Linked DNA regions of Mus musculus: region 2 is linked to region 1. The links are chromatin contacts, called in public promoter capture Hi-C maps. All regions are on one chromosome and are shown on one strand. Each heading gives the region's core, a stretch centred on a gene start, on an enhancer-like site or on the middle of the called end of the contact. The rest is flanking DNA. Distances are from core to core; before and after follow the strand shown. Region 1 holds the start of Ube2j1 (ubiquitin-conjugating enzyme E2J 1). Region 2 holds the start of C9orf72 (C9orf72, member of C9orf72-SMCR8 complex).

Region 1 (2,540 bases), core at 25-2,524:
CACAGGCGTGGTCAAATTTTAAACAAACACCGTAGAAATGACTAATTCTACATCTGGTCCCTAAGGCCACTTACTTATCAGCATTCAAGCTAACAACATTCTGTTCAGCCAATATTCTCTGGCTTTTCCTTTATATATTCTAAAAATTTAAAATATATATATATTTTTAAAAAGATTCACAATACCAACTCTTTCCCATAAAGATATCAGACTTAAGTCCAAACTAAGAAGCAGTGTGGGAAAGAAAACAAACGGTGACGAGAGTTCTAGTTCAATGATCATCAATACCCTGAGGCTTATTATTCAGAGCTAACAGGGAGGAGTTTTTTCCCCCTGACAAATTATCAAAGTACATTTTTTAGGCTCCAGTAATTTGTGCTACGTCTGCCTTAAAAGATATGACAACTGATAATGGGTTTTTTGTTTTTTGTTTTTGGCATTGTTTTTAGTGCACCAGAAAATAACTGGAGGCCAGGATTGTCTGAGGGCATTAACTGAAGGAAAGAAATTCAAAGTAGCAATCAACCCCCCCAAATCATGGTTAATTCCCAAGTGCACAGCTCAACTAGTTTAGCTACAGGACATATTTTTTTTTTCTACGTCTATAAATTCTCCCCCAAATACTGAAATTGGATATTTCAACCACAATAAAAATGGGATATTTCAAATGTGAGTCAAACACCTAACAAAAGTTCGTCGGCAGAGGCGGAGGGGACACGAAGGACGCAGATGCGGCCAGGGATGGTCAGTAGTGCGGACCGTCGTCGCCTTCGCACCTGCCCTTGGCTCGGCTGTCTCCTGCTTCGCTCCGCAGACACCGGGAGGAAGAGGCCAGGAGCGGAGGAGCGCCAGCGCATCGGGGGATCCGCAGCGGCCGCCCGCTCTGCGGCCTGCACCCCCGGACCGGCCGCGGCCTCGCGTAAAGCGCGAGCCCGGAGCAGCCGCGAGGGCCGGCGGACACGAGCGGGCCGAGGCGCCGCGCTCTGAGTCCCGGGTCCCCCGCCCGTCCGCCCGCCCGCCGCCCCAGCCCGGCTCACCCGGGCTCTTCAGGTTGTAGCGGGTCTCCATGGCGGACGTCCCCGCTGCCGCTCTCGTCGGCGCCGCAGCTGCCCGGGTCTCGCGCGGCGGACGCGCCTAGCGAGGGCCTCCGCTGACACCGCCCAGTCCAGCCCGACCGCGGGCGAGGTGCGTGCCGCGGGGTCCGCCTCCCTGAGGGCCGGCCGGGCGCCGGGGCGTCGCCGAACGGGGCGCCGGGCTGCGGACGGCCTGCGGGACTGACGTCCCGGCTGACGCGCCGCTGCGTCACCGCCGGCGCCGGGTCTGTGAAGTCGGCCTGACGTGGCGGGCGCTTCGTGGCGGTCGGTCACTCGGCAGCGGCGGTCCCGCGAATCCCGCCCGCCCGGCAGCCCTGGGGAGACGGGCGGCACCCTCGTCGTCCCCTCGGCCCAGCCCGGGAGACCGACTCGCCGCGGGCCCTTCAGGGGTTCCCGCGGAGCTCGCAGGGAGCTCGGAGGAACGGCGCAGCCCGGAGCGGCGGGCGGGCGAGCGCGGCCTGGGACTGCGGCGCCGTGATGTGCGCTTCTCCGAGCCCGCAGTTGGCCTCGGTGCGATGGACGGGAGTGGCCCCTAGCTCCGCGGTGCGGTTAGCTAAGGCAGCGTTTTTCGGGGTGCATCAGAACCTCCCAGAAATAAAACCAAGGGGTCGCCTGGAATGTTAATAAAAACGCATAAATGGGACAGGTCGGTCTGAAAGAGATGCGGTGCGTTTGTCTTTTCGGATCATGGAGGACAGAGAAAGTAAGGTTCTGGTTCGGACGGCTTACCGAGATAAAAGGGCCTCAAAAAAGGGAGGGAGCCAGCGGAGATTAGAGAAGGTTATAGGTGGAATGAAGATTAACCAATTAGACAGATTAGTGTTCTTGTTTAACATTGTCAAATGTGTTTGTGGGAATGTCAGTAATTTTTCCCAGCCGTCTGAAGGAGGAGGGAAAAAAAAAAGATTTAAGTGGCATCTTCTAAGCCATTAAAGGCGATGTTTTCTGAATAGTACGGTGATAATCTGAAGAATAGAGAAGCAAGCAAAACCGAGCTTCAATGTGCTTCTCCATTAAGCTTTCATTCTTTGTGTTCAGTCCTCAAATTTAGCATCCAGCAACCTGCGCTGCTCCGACCGGCCCCATGACCAGGCCTGCCGAGGGGGTGTAGTCGTTCCCATCCGCCCGCCAGCCAGACTCGGAAGGCACTTTGCCCTGAGGCTCTCCTCTTCCTCCCAACAATGGAGATAAGGATGTTTCTCTTTTATTTTATTCTTGAAGCCACATCACCTCGTCCTTGGGGGCTCTTCCTTAGGTAAAAGACAGCAACAAATCCGGCATTGAGTTATGGGCCCATGGCAAAGCTTAATTATAATCACTGCAAGAGAAAAGTCAACTCTTAATTTTTTTCTAAATATAAACATGTACAGAGAGGGTAAATATGATTTTTTTTTAAAAAAGGAGTAAATGCTAAAAGTTACTAATTGCTTGACTGTTAACTGGGTC
Region 2 (2,540 bases), core at 30-2,529, 2.2 Mb before region 1:
TATTCCTCGTGTTGTGGATTAGCTGACTGGCCTCACTCAGCTGCCTTCCTTACCTGCAAACTCACCCACTTTGACTACAGCATCGCACTCTTAACCCTAGCCTTCCAAACATGGTCCTATGCTATTTCTGTGTGTCTGGATGTATTTTTAACTCTCAGATGTATACTTCATTTATGAGATATACATCTGAAGACCACGGTACAAAACACTGTAAGAACTTGATAGAATGACAACTGCTAGGTAAAAAAAAAAAAAAAAAAAAAAAAAAAAAAAAAAAAAAGCATACAATACCTGGTGAGAGTTCTATTTTTACCGAAGGTGGTATTGATAGGTATTCTGTTATTAATGCCTTTCTTTTCCCTATAAATGATGAAAAGTTGCTGGAAAATAATAAACACTACTCATCTGTAGTGAAAAGCCACAATACAGTTACAAACCAATCAATCAATCAATAAATCAGACGTCATGGTGTTCTTTTCCCAAAGGTTAAAAAACAAAGTGCACTGTGCTATTTGGCAAAAATGACGTTTAGAAGAAAACACGGTGACTACGCACAGAGGGTGGGGGAATCATTGTGCTTGTTGCGGAGTGAACACGTACAGTGTGCACGCAGACTTACGGCATTTAACCGTGTCATAGGGACCAAAGGAAATCCACTCACTCACTAAATATTTGTTGAGCACCCACTACCTGCCAACTCCCAAACAAAACAAAGCAAAACTACTTACAACCACAAACTACGCTTCGTAACCTAGATAGATAACGCAGGTGACACTATCTATCTAGGTTGAGCTCAGCTCTGCCCATGCTTTTCCTGAGCGGCTCTTGGAAGAAAAGCTACAAAGCCCATGACAGCCTCCGCCTGGCCAGCTGCCACTGGCATCTCAAGGCTGGCAAAGCAAAGTGAAAGCGCCAACCCGGAACTTACGGAGTCCCACGAGGGAACCGCGGCGCGTCAAGCAGAGACGAGTTCCGCCCACGTGAAAGATGGCGTTTGTAGTGACAGCCATCCCAATTGCCCTTTCCTTCTAGGTGGAAAGTGGTGTCTAGACAGTCCAGGGAGGGTGTGCGAGGGAGGTGCGTTTTGGTTGCCTCAGCTCGCAACTTAACTCCACAACGGTGACCAAGGACAAAAGAAGGAAACAAGACTGCAGAGATCCGCACCGGGGAGCCCTGCAGATTCTGGGTCTGCTGTGGACTGGGGGCGGGACTGCGACTGGGCGGGCCTGGGGGCGTGTCCGGGGCGGGGCGGTCCCGGGGCGGGGCCCGGAGCGGGCTGCGGTTGCGGTCCCTGCGCCGGCGGTGAAGGCGCAGCAGCGGCGAGTGGGTGAGTGAGACGCGCGGGCGGAGGGGGGCTGCTGCCACGGTCGGCTCGCGGGCCGGCCGGCTCCGGGTACCAGCGGGGTTTTTTTCTCCTTCGAGGTGAACTCCTCCCTGTCCCCCGGGCGAAAGAGCCCTTGGCCTTGCAGGAGTTGCGGGGGCCGCGGCGGTGCGGAGGGGATGGGGATGGGCCTCATCTTTGCTGTCCGCCCGCGCTCCCCGATCCCGACCCGGAGCGTCTCCCGGGCCCTTGAGGGAACCCTCCGGGAGTACGGCGAGCGCGGCCCCCACCGCCACAAGCCTGGGCCCCAGGGGCCTGGCCCGGCGACAGCTGGTGGGTCCTGCGACCCAGTCAGGTCTCCCGAGGGTCCCCGCCCGGGAGGAGAAAGCGCCGGTGGGATGGAGTAAGGACGGACAGAACAACACGCAGGCAGGATTTCGCAGAAGTTTGCAAGGAGTGCGGATGCCCACTTACATGGGCTGCTACTCTTACCAGGTTGTTCCCCAGTTCTGTGGGACGTGACCTGGTTGCCTCACAGCTCCGCGGTTGTACAGACTTATTAAAGGAAGTGACCATTGTGACTTGGGCATCACTTGACTGATGGTAATCAGTTGCAGAGAGAGAAGTGCACTGATTAAGTCTGTCCACACAGGGTCTGTCTGGCCAGGAGTGCATTTGCCTGGGAGGGATTGGTTGCGCTTTCTGGTGTGGGGACTATTAGGCTCTTGTAGAGTTTTGTCCCGGCAGATGGATAAATTTCTTGTTACACTGTTCCCGTTCGTCACCAGTTGAGAAAAACGGGTACACAGTCTGTCTCAGTAGTACTTTTACTTTATATTAAGGGCCCAAAAGGGACTGGAAAATACTTTAAGATAGAATCGTTAGTCCACTTGGAAAACTTAAAATATGAGAGAGAGAGGGGGGGGGGAGAGAGAGAGAGAGAGAGAGAGAGAAAGGAAGGAAGAAGGAGGAAGAGGAGGAGGAAAGAGATTGAGATTATGTTAATAATATGGAATCAGAATATTTGAAATATAGTAAGCGTCCCCTCAGTTAAAGAGGACATTCCAGGAGGCCCCCAGTATAGCCTGAAATCTCAGGAAACGCCTACATACACCCATCGTGTGGATATAGGTGTTTTCCCTTCATTACATTTCATACACAGATGTTAAAGTTTAGAAAGTAGGCACAATAAGAGATTACAAATAACTGATAATAAAGT

What was found. Capture Hi-C pulls out chosen DNA fragments and counts their contacts.
Region 2: a promoter capture Hi-C map of liver shows a contact between it and region 1, with 5 times the contacts expected there. The contact joins the promoter of C9orf72 here to the promoter of Ube2j1 in region 1. A contact is called at or near these places in 1 of 39 promoter capture datasets (liver), 1 of 484 Hi-C or Micro-C datasets (CD4 T cells) and 2 of 9 other capture datasets (adipose tissue and liver).

The regions. Positions count from the first base shown.
Region 1 is chr4:33,030,114-33,032,653 of GRCm38.p6, reverse strand. Ube2j1 (ubiquitin-conjugating enzyme E2J 1) reads right to left here and starts at 1,274. Exons shown (of 8, transcript NM_019586.4): 1 at 1,038-1,274. The coding sequence starts at 1,068. 4933421O10Rik (RIKEN cDNA 4933421O10 gene) reads left to right here and starts at 1,331. Exons shown (of 2, transcript NR_036602.1): 1 at 1,331-1,797; 2 at 2,133-2,540.
Region 2 is chr4:35,224,575-35,227,114 of GRCm38.p6, reverse strand. It overlaps C9orf72 (C9orf72, member of C9orf72-SMCR8 complex), which reads left to right and starts at 1,279. Exons shown (of 11, transcript NM_001081343.2): 1 at 1,279-1,327.